2 separate regions of the Mus musculus genome follow, and region 2 is linked to region 1. The links are chromatin contacts, called in public promoter capture Hi-C maps. All regions are on one chromosome and are shown on one strand. The core of a region is the stretch at or near the end of the contact, and the rest is flanking DNA. Distances in the headings are between cores, read along the strand shown. Region 1 overlaps Ncor2 (nuclear receptor co-repressor 2). Region 2 overlaps Gm32585 (a long non-coding RNA gene).

Region 1 (3,301 bases), core at 256-2,755:
TCCCACTGATCATATTTACCCATGAGTGCCTTTCTAATAATGGCCTCTAGCCCCATGTTGGTGCTGGCGTGTTCTTGCACCGCCTGGCTTCTACAGGTCATAAGGCCTGGGAGAGAGACAGACAGACACACAGGGGGGCGGGGGCCGGGGAGCCAGAGGGTTACGAGAGATAGAATGAGGAGGGAGGAGGGAGGAGAGAGAGAGAGAGAGAGAGGGAGAGAGAGAGAGACACAGTGAGCACACATCTGCCGAGCATCGTTCATCCCTCCAGCCCGCCTTTCTGTTGGGTGCTGATGGGGTTCCTGACTGTCCCTGCAGCTCATGGCTGTTCCAGGGAGGGGCTCTGGGGTGGCTAGAGGGTCCCCAGCTCTATTCCTATTCTATACTCCAATCCCAACTGAGGCTATTTTTAAAATTTTGACTCCACGTGGATGGCCCAAGGGGCGGGCAAGGGAAGAAGGCTGTGGTATTGAGTCAAGCTGGAGCTAGGTGCTGGGACAGGGGACAGAAGTCCAGCTGGGGTCTTCTGGTGGGTAGATTCTAGGAAGGGATGTGGAGGAGGAAGGTGACCAAAGATAGGACCCCCCTGCTGTCCCCTTTTCCTCAAGGGGTTAGGGACCTCAGCCTGCCTGATCCCCCTGAACTAGGCTTGCCTCCCCTGCCCCATGTCTCCCCCACAGGAGCCAGAGAAAGGTAGAGAGCTGGGCACAAGGGGTGGGGTGGGGTGGGGGTCACAGCCATGCAGTTATGTGCGTGCAAGGACAGGACAGCACTGGACAGGTGAAGGGTCACTCCAGCCCTGGCTGGCCCGGCCCCATGACAAGGACAGAGTGGTCAAATCAACAAAGTGGCCTTAGAAGATGTTTGCAGACTCCACTGAGCCTCTGCAAAGCCTCTCTGGTTCTCTCTCTCTCTCTCTCTCTCTCTCTCTCTCTCTCTCTCTCTCTCTCTCTCCCTCCCTCCTCCTCCCTTTCCCTCCCTCCTTCCCCCCCCCCCCGAATTGTGCTCTGGGACTTCTGGTAAATGCTGGGGCAGGCAGGCATCCCCTTCTCACTGGATGCTTCCGGAGCCTCCTGAGGGTTGGAGCCTGATTAGTAGGCCTGGAACCCCAGCTATTTCTGAGGCTAGCTTAGTCTACAGAGGGAGTTCAGTGCAGTCCATGCTAGCCTGGGCTGCCGAGGAGACCTGCCCTCAGAGAAGAGGGCTGTGTTGTTGCTCACTACAGGACGGGACACTTGCTGGGTTGAGTGCTTCAATCCCAAGTATCAACAAACTGCTCCAAATCCAGATGGAAAAAAGAACAAAACAGTGGCAAGCTCAATCGAGTCAACCACCCTCCAAACCAAACAAATGAAACAAAACAAAAAACCAAAAAAACCCAAATCACCACCACCAACAAAACCACAAACAATGACGACGTCATCAGCAGGATTCCTAGCCCATGCCACTGGCCAGTCTCTGATGCCCTGTGAACCTCCAGGCTGCCTGAGCCTTGTGAAAGCCACATGGCCAAACATGCTGGCTGGCAAGCCTCTGGTTTGTAAACTAGCCAGGCTTCTGAGGATGGAAGGGACAGTCACTGGGTGACTGCTGGCAGCCTCGGCTTGGGTTTCAGGCAAGCTCGGGCCAGGGCTGGTCATGTTGGTCATGTGCCCACAGTGCTAAGCAAAGGTTACCAAGAAAAAGCTGAACTTCCAACAGGGGTGAATGCACGCGCACGCACGCACGCACGCACGCACACACACACACACACACACACACACACACAATTCAACCTTAAATAAACAAGCCCCACCCCACCACTCCTCTACATCCAGAATAAAGAGGGAGAGAGAGGAGGTAACACAGAAAAGGGGGACAGAGGGGAGTTTCCTGATGGAGCACGGCTCCTGGGCCTTGTCTCCGTGGTGTTGAGCTTGTGACCTGATGGCACTGGGCACAGCCATAACTTTTCTCTCATCTACCTTTGGTGTGGTGTTGAACGTCACTGGCTAGGCCTGGAAACATGTCTTTGAGAACTAACATTTAAGGGGCGATGTTTGAGGATGTCTGTGTGTGTGTGTGAGAGAGACAACTAAGTTAGGTTTTAGCACAAATCACTGTATTACCCTATCTATATGCATATACACCCAGGTGTCTAGAACCTATGTCAAGATTTAGCACACTCTAGAAACACGCATCTCCAACCACATTCCTGTCTCGGTCAGTTTCCTTCTGCTTGAGGCTCAGCAAAGGCCCCAGGCTGTCCCTGCCAGGATCCTACCCCATCCCCTTTACAGGTCCTGTGGTCTTCTGGAAATGTCCCCAAGGGTTAATCTGGCCACCTTATTCCCTAGGCCCAAGGCTCCACACAAATAAGGAAGTAGGGACCCTTGCCTGTTCCTCTGGCCTGGATTAAGTCCCCACAGCTTCCCCTGTGACACAGTCACCGAGCCCATTTGTTCCCACGACAAGCTTCTTTCCCAGGGGGCAACGTGATAATAAGCACGGGAAGCGGATGCTCTAAGCCCCAAGCACCATACTGAAAGCCTGAGACTTCTGCCACAAACTGCACGTGAGTTTGACACTTTTCCCTCACATTACTGCCTGCATCTGATTTAGAAAATGGCCAGAGACTTTAGTGTGAAAGATGCCTGCGGCACCCTGAATCTCTGTACCCCAAGGCCAATCCCTCAGGTCCACACTTGGTGACGTGCCCCAGCCCCAAGCCCCAGCAACTGGCCAAGTGTTTCCGGGGTGTACCTAACACCCACTTGAGGGACCCTGACCTCAAACCTTGGGCACTCCTCATGTAGGGAGGACCCTAGGCAGTGGAGGCTGCCCATCTGTGTCATTCTGGGTCCACTGAGACCAGGGAGAGGCTAAGGCTCCTTGTCCCCAAGTCAGCACTGGGGAAGGGAGTTTGCCATGCGGACACACAGGAGGGTTACCTGCTCCAGTGATGGCGGGCATGTTGAAGATTTCCGTCCCAGGCTGGCCAATATCTAGAGCAGGGTAACAAGGTGGGGAAGGGCTGAGCTCACAGGTCCTAGGAGATCTGCACCCCTGCTTGTCCCCCGTACAGTCTGAGTTGAATGTCTGGGCACAACCAGGCACCTGATGCTCCAGGTTTACTCAGGCGGTTGGTCACTACCTTAGGCCTCTGTTACCTGTGAGGGCTTCTATACTCCAGAAAGGAAGAACCTTGCCTGTCTGTCCAGGCCACCCTGGGGAGGGGACAGTGCAAAGCTGTCATGTGTTGCTTTCCGGTGCATTCTTGTAAGCATATGGCCCATGTGACCCTGCGCTAAGGACATGAGTC
Region 2 (3,301 bases), core at 343-2,842, 220 kb after region 1:
GCCTGCCCATCAGAAGTCAGACTGGATGGATGGAGTGTTTGTGTATACATGCGTGTGTGTGTGTGTGTGTGTGTGTGTGTGTGTTTAATGTGTGTTCACATGTGCACATGTGTGTGTTTATGTATTTGTGTGTGTACTTATGTGTGCACATGTATGTGTGTGTGCATGTGCTGTTTACGAGGCAGCCATTGTTCTGTGAACTCACCCCTGCTGCCCCCTCCCAGAAGGGTTTCATCTCCCTCATCAGCAGCTCTACTGCTGAGTCCCTGATCCACCCCTCCCTCAGCCCTGGCACCCAGTGTCCCGCCTCCCATCTGCATGTGACAGCTGCAGCTGCCTCCCACGGGGCCTCTTGCCATCTGGGGGGCTGGCTGCTTCTTAGCTGAGTCTCTGTGTGTCACAGCTTGTGGCACAACTCCCTTCTCTCCCCCGTTTCTTCGTGTCTTAAATAGATTTTCTTTTTTCAGAGCATTGGGGACCTGCAGCAGGGAGCCAGCCAAGCCGAGGGAGAGGGAGGCTCCTAAGGGACCCAATATGTGTGGCAGCAGGGGTGGGGGGGGTATGTGTGCGGGTGGTGGGGGGAGAGGAGAAAGGAAGAAGACTACAGATTAAGTCCATCAGGTGCAAAGGTCCTGTGGTCAGAGACTTGCTCATAGAGACAGAAGGCTAGGAAGCAGGAAGGCCAGGGGTCTCAGGATGAGCCTCAACTCAGTCATATCAGCTACCGGCCCTGGGCACAGAGGCCTCACAGGGGAATAGAAGACAAGTGGGTCTTCTCTTCCTCCCAGGGAAAGACATGAGAACAGGCTCTACTCCCAGCCTGGCCTCATCACTATCCTCAGAGCAAAATATGACAGTCCTGTGTGATCTGAGGCTCAGGTAAGTTCTGAAACGGACTGAGCATCTCGAAGCGCCTAGCCCTGGCTGGGGAGCCGATTTGGAGCCAGCTAGGAGGCACACTGCATTCAGGTTCCACTTCCTGGATCCTTCTTGGCCACATAGAAGGTCACACCAGGGGGCCAGCCGCCTTCCTGACCCCACTGCTCAATTGTACTTTGTATCTGCTGTCTGCTCGGATCTGAGTCTCTCCCGGTGCCTGGCCCACTGTGGATGTAAGTGCCCACATTTGGTAGACAGTCAGAGAGACCCTGCTGTGTGTTAGTTCTGAGCTGGTGACAGGCCACAATCCTGAGCCAGCCTGGAAAAATGCAGAGTGGGAGGCTGGGGGGGGGGGGGGCGCCGAGGGACCTCCAGCTGCCAGCAGCAGCAGATCTGATTTTGCCTGCACTTGCAAAGAAGTGAGCACCAGCCAGGAGCAGCTCAGGGTGTGGAGCAGCCTAGGCAGAGGTCCCGAGGCAGGGCTGCCTCCAAAAACCAGTGGAAGCCATCAGGAAGGCAGATGTGAAGGGCAAAAGGGGTCACCCGTGTGTGTGTGTGGGGGGGGGGGGAGTGTATCACTGGCGTGAGAGGAAGGGCGCCACTGGCATGAGGGGAGGGCAACCGGGATCTTCGCTCTAAGGAAGGTGGGAGTCACAGGAGGAGAGTAGATGCTTTGGGCTGTAACAGATTTAACAGACTGCTGCTGCTTAAGAGATGAAGCTGGTAGGGGAAGGCGTGGCCACTGGAAACCCAGAGGACTGGATTAGTGCACAGGGTCCAGGCAACAAAGGTGGCTGGAACCAGGAACTGTGATCCTCGCTAATGAAATGGTTGCAGAACAGGCTGGGGGCGGGGGTGGGGGGGGGGTGGAGGGAGAAGCAGCCAGGGGTGACCCTGAGTCCTTAGTCCGGCATAGACAGATGGTTCAGCTTGGCAGAGATGTGAAATGCCAAGAAGGGGGCCTGAGGCCCATCTCCAGCAGCGGTAAGTTCAAGATGCCGTGAGCCATCTGCCACTCCATGGCGGCAGCGTTGAGTTCCCTCCTGGGACCCCCGCTGCAGGAAACAGGATGCGCTGTCTGCCTGGAGAATCCAGAACCTTTGCTCATCTCGGCTCGCCTCGGGCGCTCTGGCTCCTCTGGGGATTAGGCGAGCCAACCCGATCTTTCTCTGAGCTCAGCAGCTCTGCCTCTGCCTTACGCCGTGGGGAGGCTGGCGTCATAAATGAGCCACTGTGATCCCCAGCCTCAGATGTGTCTCCTGGAGCGGCTCAGACAATAGACGGGATTTGGATGAGCTCACGCTGTGGCGGGCACCTTAGACGCGCCATGAATCACGACACGGGACAGGAAGCCACAGTGATCTCAGTCCCTAAGAGGGAATAAGAGAGGCCCCTAGGCCCCTCCTGCCCCAAATTACCATTCTGTGTGCAAGCAGGGTGGTGCACTCAGGGCGCGCGCATACTGGCTTGTGTTCATGTGGTGTGTGTGTGTGTGTGTGTGTGTGTGTGTGTGTGTGTCCCAGATTTAGAGTAAAAGGAGAGATGAAGGTTGTTTCTGTTTTATTTTGAAACATGTAGCCCTGGCTGACTTGGAACTTGCTCTGCACACCAGGCTTGGAACTCTGAGTTCTATCTCCTATCTCTGCTTCCTGAATCCTGGGCTTAAAGGTGTGTGCCACCACGGTCAGCAAGTGAAGGTTTTCTTGAGGACATGAGGAAGATGTCATTGTTGCAGGTCCCTGAGCAAAGTACCTGGCCTCTCTGGGTTTCTTTCTTTATCCCACAGTAGGTAAGGATAACAATTACTAAAGATGCTGAGATGAACCACTCCCTTCTGATGCTCAGAACAGGGTGGTGTACCATTTTAAGAATGGGTATGGTGGCCGGGTGTGGTGGCACACGCCTTTAATCCCAGCACTCGGGAGGCAGAGGCAGGCGAATTTCTGAGTTCAAGGCCAGCCTGATCTACAGAGTGAGTTCCAGGACAGTCAGGGCTATACAGAGAAACCCTGTCTCAAAAAAAAAGAAAGAAAGAAAGAAAGAAAGAAAGAAAGAAAGAAAGAAAGAAAGAAAGAAAGAAAGAGAGAGAGAAAAGAGAAGAGAAGAGAAAAGAAAAGAAAAGAAAAGAAAAGAAAAGAAAAGAAAAGAAAAGAAAAGAAAAGAAAAGAATGGGTATGGTTGGGTGTGGTGAGTCATGCCTATAATCCCAGCACTTGGGAGGCGAAGGCAGGAAGGTTGTAGGTTTGAGGCTAGTCTGAGCTATGACGCAAGACTGGAGTTAGGGGTGGGGGTGGGGGAGAGACATAAGATTTAGTCAGGTTCACATGCCGTGTGTGTGTGTGTGTGTGTGTGTGTGTGTGTGTGTGTGTGTGTGTATGAGTGGTTGGGTGTATAGTGTGCATGTGTATAAGCATTTGATATA

What was found. Capture Hi-C pulls out chosen DNA fragments and counts their contacts.
Region 2: a promoter capture Hi-C map of adipose tissue shows a contact between it and region 1. The contact joins two enhancer-like sites. A contact is called at or near these places in 12 of 484 Hi-C or Micro-C datasets (B cells, the C2C12 cell line, CD4 T cells and 7 more), 10 of 115 datasets of contacts at active chromatin or transcription factors (bone marrow-derived macrophages, double positive thymocytes, embryonic basal ganglia and 6 more) and 4 of 9 other capture datasets (adipose tissue, embryonic stem cells, liver and 1 more).

Annotation. Positions count from the first base shown.
Region 1 is chr5:125,019,941-125,023,241 of GRCm38.p6, forward strand. It overlaps Ncor2 (nuclear receptor co-repressor 2), which reads right to left. Exons shown (of 47, transcript NM_011424.3): 44 at 2,931-2,984; 45 at 1-106. Among named protein-coding and RNA genes, the nearest start is that of Rflna, 18 kb to the left of the region's middle. Within about 2 kb of position 1,506, at least 44 of the 459 cell types and tissues checked have an H3K27ac peak or open chromatin away from gene starts, as enhancers often do. A contact at or near this core is called in the C2C12 cell line, the HL-1 cell line and adipose tissue, where this site is marked.
Region 2 is chr5:125,243,774-125,247,074 of GRCm38.p6, forward strand. All of the region lies in intron 2 of Gm32585 (a long non-coding RNA gene), which reads right to left. Among named protein-coding and RNA genes, the nearest start is that of Gm32585, 7.0 kb to the right of the region's middle. Within about 2 kb of position 1,593, at least 227 of the 459 cell types and tissues checked have an H3K27ac peak or open chromatin away from gene starts, as enhancers often do. A contact at or near this core is called in the C2C12 cell line, the HL-1 cell line and adipose tissue, where this site is marked.